Linked DNA regions of Mus musculus: region 2 is linked to region 1. Evidence: chromatin contacts called from public HiChIP or PLAC-seq data. All regions are on one chromosome and are shown on one strand. The core of a region is the stretch at or near the end of the contact, and the rest is flanking DNA. Distances in the headings are between cores, read along the strand shown. Region 1 overlaps Gm26843 (a long non-coding RNA gene). Region 2 holds the start of 4930488L21Rik (RIKEN cDNA 4930488L21 gene).

The links. HiChIP or PLAC-seq counts read pairs in DNA pulled down with a chosen protein or histone mark.
Region 2: a contact with region 1 is called in an H3K27ac HiChIP or PLAC-seq map of VIP interneurons, with 4 times the contacts expected there. The contact joins the promoter of 4930488L21Rik here to the enhancer-like site in region 1. A contact is called at or near these places in 4 of 39 promoter capture datasets (3T3-L1-derived adipocytes, cranial neural crest, hippocampal neurons and 1 more), 5 of 115 datasets of contacts at active chromatin or transcription factors (VIP interneurons, embryonic basal ganglia, embryonic forebrain and 2 more) and 1 of 9 other capture datasets (liver).

What each region holds. Positions count from the first base shown.
Region 1 is chr8:93,625,401-93,628,884 of GRCm38.p6, forward strand. It overlaps Gm26843 (a long non-coding RNA gene), which reads right to left. Exons shown (of 10, transcript XR_003947433.1): 8 at 2,079-3,484. Among named protein-coding and RNA genes, the nearest start is that of Ces5a, 91 kb to the left of the region's middle. Within about 2 kb of position 1,646, at least 72 of the 459 cell types and tissues checked have an H3K27ac peak or open chromatin away from gene starts, as enhancers often do. A contact at or near this core is called in VIP interneurons, embryonic basal ganglia, embryonic forebrain and 2 more, where this site is marked.
Region 2 is chr8:93,811,621-93,815,104 of GRCm38.p6, forward strand. 4930488L21Rik (RIKEN cDNA 4930488L21 gene) reads right to left here and starts at 1,935. Exons shown (of 1, transcript NR_026888.1): 1 at 74-1,935. It overlaps Gnao1 (guanine nucleotide binding protein, alpha O), which reads left to right. Exons shown (of 9, transcript NM_010308.3): 2 at 31-73.

The DNA.
Region 1 (3,484 bases), core at 396-2,895:
TTGGTCCCAAAGAGTGAATGCAATGATAACGGTGATCATTTGGGCCTGTGCATTCCAAGCATAGAGGAGAACATGGAAGAATATGCGGGAGCTGGGAGGATAAAGTGGATACCAGCAGTAGAAAGCAGAAGATGTGGAATGGCTTGCACAGTTGGGGAACATGTGATCGCCACTGGCTTACCACAAAGGTGGCTTCCCCCAAATATATAGAACATAAAAATGGATTTAAGAATCTCTAAGGTTTTCTGATTTTCAAGCCAAATCGTGTTCATCTCCCTCAAGACTGCTTCTATAATCTTTGTAGCACAGCAGAACCTTGTACAATGTTGAAGTAAGCAAAATATCGACTCCCAGGGCTGAGCGCTCGTCCTTGGGGCTGTTCTTCATACTCTGGTGATAGAGCTAGCAGGGACTCCGCAGCCCTCTAGCTAATCACGGCTCCCTCCAAGAGGGTAGTTATTGCCTCGCATCTGAGCCTCATCAAAGGAGAACCAAATCGGTCTGCGGGCATTCTGCCGGGATTGGTATACTGCGTGTTGCGTTAATAGAATGTTTGAAGTTCAGGCTTCAGACAGTTGCTTCCATCTGCTGTACTTGATCCTAAGAGATTTCAGAGCATCAACGGCTAGGAAGAACAGTGTGAGCCTACTTGCCAGATGAAATGTGAGAGATAAGGGACAAGACAGGGAAAGGAGAGCCCAATCCATGCTTTCAGTAATAACATACATCTCCACGTTGTCTAGAGATGGTGTCTTATGAACAAGAACACTCAAGGTTATTGGGAGGAGATGAACATAAATGAACCTGGTTAAGTTGCCAGAATTCTATAGACTTATGTCAACTGTAAACTCTAAGGTCAAAAGGAAGAAACTAAAGAGAATCGGTCTCTTGTTTTTTTCAGTCTAGAGAATTTGGAGTTGGGAGGTGGCGGGGGGGGGGGGTGGGGGGTGATTGCAAATACTTAACCAAGGTCATGCAGATGGGAGAGTGAATGGGTGGGGCGCTCTGAAGTGCCCTGGTTTCAGCCCAGGGTCCATTCATGTTACATGCCATCTTCTGGGAGACTGACTGAGCAAACGGGTTTAAAATGTCTGAAAGTGGCTGTAGGGAAGCTGCGAGGAGGACAAGCAACCATGCGACATGGGGGTTTTGAGGGTCACACAGGGGTGCAATGGCACACAGTAGAGGACACTGCAAAGACTCTGGGGTGTCCAGAGTATGCCAAGCCTGGCATCTCAGCATCCGAAAAAGAAGCAAGCAGATTCTTGCCCTAAATACTGCTATAACCGTAAAATGAAATCCCCCTTCCCGGAAGAAATGTGAGTCCTTACAGAGACAAGAAATCAAAACCTTGCTGTTTGGGTTAGTGTTTAAAGAAACCAGCATGCTCCTTGAGAGGTTAAAGCGAAAAGAAAGCTCCTCCTCCTTGCCTTCCCACTTAAGATGGATGGGTCCTGCTGGCAGTGATAAACATTCATGAAGCACCCTAAGGGCTTCGTCCCAGGCAGCATAGCCAGGCCATGACAGAATGGGAGGTATCGAATCCAGCTTCCCTAGAGCTTTGTCCACGCACCAGTGAGGGCTACACAATGGGAGTCCTGAGTCACCTCCCTAATCAAGCACAGCTCGCTGGCCCTCCGCCAAGCTCCCTCAACCTGAATGAGACACAGGCAAAGGCGGCAGCTAACGTTGGAGAGCATTTCTGAGCCCAGTCCAGACGAAAGGCATAGAGCCCCTGCTCAGCACAACAGGAGGCCACAGATGCAAAGCGACGCATGCGTGAAAACGAACTCAACTCGTTCAGGTCCAGTTGGTAGGGTAATTTTCGTTTAGAATAGATGAAATTAAAATAAAGGACATTTGCAAAAACTCTGTGGCCTGTGCTCACGCCACCTTTCTGTCTTAATCCACACCAATACACGCTGAGCCAGGGAAGGGAGCAGGTGAGATTTGTCTGCAGTACTCCCCAACCCTCCATCTCCCAGTCTCATTTTATATCCTGCATTAGCTCCATCAAACCTAACTTTTACCCATGATCACACATACTACTGTTTCACCCCTTCTTTGCTCCCACTTACCTCTGCTAGATCCGGTTGATAGTGATTGTCGCCAGTGCTCAGCAGTATAGTGGATGGATCACGTGATAAAGGAAGGCTCTTGCAGAGATAGGTTGTCCTTCAGGGATAACGCGTTTGAAGTTTTGTTGTTGTTTGTTTGCTTGTTGTTTGTTTTTCAATTCCGGGCCATCCTACTTGCTAGGCAGGCACTCTACCAAGTCCCCAAGATCATATGTTTGCTTGTAGCCATATGCTATGGCCCCCAAGGCTAGATAATAGGAAACCTGCTGTTCGTTATCAGCTCTCTCAGAATGCTCACTGACAGATGACAGATTTGGGCACCCAGAAGCAATTCTGTGAAAAACCCAAGCCACGTGGACAGGCCAAGTGTTATAAACTGGTCCTGTCCAGTTGACAAGTGTGGGTAATCCAGCCGCTGACATCAGCTGTCCTCAATGTATCTTGGATATCCGCCCAGTCGAGCCTTCCAATGACTCCAACCCTGGCTTCTCTGTTCTAAAACTGCATGACAGATCTCAGGTAAAACACACACACACACACACACACACACACACACACAGAGAGAGAGAGAGAGAGAGAGAGAGAGAGAGAGAGAGAGAGAGCTGAGCTTAGTGCGTCCACAGAACCAAGAGAGGCAATGGCTTGGTATTTGAAGACATTGAGTTTGGAGGTTGTTTCTAATGTAATTGGTTAGGACAGTGTTCTAAAGGACATTTAACAAAGTAAAACCATAAGAGGATTTCTGTTCCTGTGGTCCTTGATTCAGTGACAGATTCTAGGAATGTCACTGTTTTGTTTGATAATTATCCAGTCATTCATTTGCTAATTTGCACCTCTGTAGAAGGTGTTGTGCCAGAAGCCATCAGCACAGCAAGGGAGATCAAAACAAGCCCAAGAAGATGCTCTACTTTATCATAGCAAGGGACAGCTCTACAATTGATCAGAAAGTAAAGGTCTGAGAGAAAACTGCAGGTGGTAAGGTTGGCTGTGAAGGTTGGAACCTGAACCTGTCACAGGCCTTCTTATCAGGACAGTCTTCTGGGTGGCAACCAGGAGCTGGTTCCCAAGGCCCCAGGCTCATATGGTCTACATTCTTCACATCAGACAAACTGTCAGTTGCTCAAAGCTGCAAGCTCAGTACTTTGTAGAGACCAGAGACTAGGATATGCAGGAACCAGGACGAAATAAACCTCCAGGGGATCCAAAGTGCATGTTTTTATACATAAAGTGCAGATCCAATGCATTTAGATGCTGTATTGAAGGCCACACACCCATAAGCACTGATGGACCCAGAAAGGCATTAGGTGGAAGAGCTCAAGCATAGCTCAGAGCTAATGGGCGAAAACAATGAATGAATCTCTTTTCTACCTCGAGGGAGGGGCTTCAGTTGGAGCTAGACTAGGTTC
Region 2 (3,484 bases), core at 685-3,184, 190 kb after region 1:
CAGTTTCCCCCCCTCTGTGTGTCCCAACAGGGGCTGGAGAATCAGGAAAAAGCACCATTGTGAAGCAGATGAAGTAAGTCCCTGTGTCATTGGGATTTGTACTTTTATTAAGAATAATTTATATCGTTTTTATTATCTTGCTCACCCATATTTGCTCTCCAGGCCTGGTTTTTAATTCGCGCACACACAGAAGAAACCCGAGGTTGCCTCCCCTCCCCCACTCCCTACGTTGGTTCTGGGTCCCCCACCCCAACTCCTGGGGTCGGTGTTTGCGGGGAGGGAATGAGAGCGCCTCTAGTTGTATGAATGACAGTGTCCGCCATATTGATCAGAACATCACACTATTGGCGTGCTTATGATCATAACTCTTGCTCGTGGAGTATTTCGTGTTTCACTGCCTCCATTTCTGTCTCTGCCTCATCTTCTTTCCCCTCCTCCTCCACCCCACCCCTCGAATCCCACTTCCCCCTGCTTCTCTTGAGGCAGTGATTTTGAACTTGACTAAAACATGGAGGGGACCCAGCCCTAGCAGATTGGGGTGGAGGATCAAGTGTTTGCTGTTCACGAGTTTGGTGCTGAATTCCTGGTGGCTGTGGCTTAGACGACCCCCCCCCCCAAAGCGAGCAAGGGTTAGGGGAGGGGGCGTGCACTGGGGAGAAAGGATGGGTTTCCAAGCGGATGTGACAGACACAGCCTTATCCAAGGCAGAGGTGGGAGGGTCTGTGGGGCTAAAAGCCAGTTTCATCTGCCCTCCAGCCCCTCTCCTCCCTGGCCCTCCAGCCTTTGCTCTTCTGACACCCGCAGGTTCCAGTCACTGTGTAGCCTTTATCGTTGTATTTACACTCTGTATTCTACCTTCAATGCGGATTTCAGGCCCTACTTGCCACCGCCCCCTTTCTGCCTTAGATATCAGTTTCCCCTCCTAATTAACTGGGGGTGGATTTGAGTGATGGTTGAAAATTAAAACAAAATGGGATATTCCTTCCTTTCCACATTTCCCCACTTAGGAGCCTCGCCCGTCCTTCCTCCTCTCTGGCTTGCTTCTTGCCCCATCCACTCCACGGTTCCCGGTGAGCCTCCAGGCAGCTCTGCCTGGGGAGGGGTGGCCGGCAGGGAACGGGTGCGTGCCTTCCGGGCCTCCTGGCCCTGTTTCCGTTGGCCTGTCAGTTCGGGACGGAGGAGTTCGTTAGGACCGTTTAGCGAGGATTCCATGTCGCTTTGCTGTGACACCTTCGTGCACACACAGCTCCTAATTAGAGGTTGCTGTGCTGTAAACAAAAATGATTATTTTTCAACTTGACAGAATAGCCGAAGTAATTGCATCCCGTAGGAAAACAATGGAAAATAAAAGCCCCTTTCGAGGGAAGGTGGGTGGGAGACAAATCGTGCTTGTGGTTTCAAAACCAAGAAGCAAAAATTCTTGCATGTGTAACAGGCATGACAAGCGAGTTCCAGGCGGCGCCATGATGGTAGGGAGCAGCGACTAGGAGACAGTTTCTCCCATCTGCTTGGCATGTTCTTATTTGCGTTCGAGAGCTCCCGGGGGCTTTCTTCTCACAGGCCCCTTCGGCTAGCCTCACCCTTCTGAGCCACCAGTAATTTGGCCTGGGGTTTCTCTGGGGCTTGTGCAGTCCAAATGGATGGGGAGGCGGGGCCTGGGGAATTGCTCTTTGCAACAAGGTGCATGTTGCATCTGCCTGGAGCCCTCGCGTGTCGGGAAATGCAAACCGCGCCACCTCTTTCTCCTTAGGGGCAGGTTTCGAAACTTCACAAGTCTGTAATCCACTGTGGCAGGCCGGGAGTCCGGTAGAAGCCTCGGCCTCCTGAGCCAGGGTGAGGTTTCAGGCGTTGTAAGTGGTGGACAGCGCCCAGCCGAGGCTGGAAAAGTCGATGGGGCTGAGCTTGGCTCGGCGGTGTTCGGCTCCGCTCGGCCTGACCTGGGAGCGGGGCTCGGAGGATCTCGACAGTGTTCGGAGCACAGTCGGGGTCCAAGCGGAGAGGGCCGAGCGGCTTCGGCGGCTTCGGAAAGGCCCCGAAGACATTCGGAAACCCTCGGCAGGAGGAGGGCAAAGGAGGTGGAATTGGGGGTGTGGGAGGGGATGGCAAAGAAACTTTGCATCCACCAAAGCAGCTTGCTACCTGCTCTTCCTGAACATGCCTCATAAATTAGGTTGATTTAATAAGAGGTTTAAAAATACGTATCGAGTCCCCAAAAGGGCAACTTGCCTTTTTTATTCAAAGAAAGCTTAGCTCTCTGAGGAGATCCGTGTGCCACTTTAGAATGGAAATTCCTGATTAAGTCCTGGGGCACGAAATCTTAAAGGAAGACTGAGGAGACATTCTGAGGAAAGTCCTGTGCGTCTGACTTATATTGGGTTGCACTGAGGAAGATGGGGTGAAGTGTCCGATGTTTGATTCTATTTAATCGGAAATCAGAACATTTTTCTCTTTTCCTGCATTTCTTCCTTTCTCTATTCCCACAAACACCTTTTCTGTGAAAACTGCCTGTCAAAACTGAGATTTTTTTTTTGTAATTGATTTTTTTTTTGTTTGTTTGTTTCCCTTTAAGAACAAAACGTGCCAGATCTCTTTAGGAAATCGGCTAGGTTTGATCAGAATGTCCACCAGAAATGGGTGTGAGCACGCCAGTTGTGCCACAAAAAACCCAGCTGACCTGCCCTCCTGAAGCATTCATGAATGGCAGTTTTTCCTATGAGCTGAGCCTGAAATAAATCAGATCAGGGACTTGTGCCAAGCCGAATGCAGGACTTGTTTTATTAACCACAAAATGTGAGGTTGGTGTCACTGTATCCCGGTGACAGATTCTTTGGAGTCCTCACTTCCAGAGATGGGTTTTGAGATCACCACTTGAGTGAGAGTCATTTGTAGCCGGGGAAGATTGTACTTTCTGGGTGGGGCCAGCCCAGAAAGCCTCGGTAGCATTTGCAGAAAGCAATTTCCTGTTTCCCTGTGCAATATGATTGGTGACGAGCCCGTCAGGCCATATGTGTAAGTTAATTCAGATGCTGTGTTGTTTCACCTAGGCAGATGAAATTAGATGGTTAGAGAGTCTGCCGTTGGTGACACCCTGTGAGGAGCCAGGGATTGGGCCTAGTAGCACAGCCCCTTCCTTTGGGTTGAGAGGAGGAATATTGCTATCCGAATGTTATCAGATCCTTTGTCATCAGCGTTTTCAGAAGGCAAGGAGCTGCTTCAGTCGGCTTGTGTCCTCGTCCAGGTTGCGGTGCTGCTTATGAGGAGGAATCAGAATATGCCTGTAGCAGCTAGTGAAGCCGTTAGGGACTGGCAGGCAGAGACACTGCCTAGAACAGGGCGTTATTACCCTCATCAGCCCAGGGCCGTTACACACTCAAACCTTTGGAATTTTTCTGCACAATGCAATAAGGGGGAGTTTGCATCAATTTTCAGAAGCCTAATTCTCAAGTGTTTAAAATCTTTTGGGGTGTGTGTGTGTGTGTGTGTG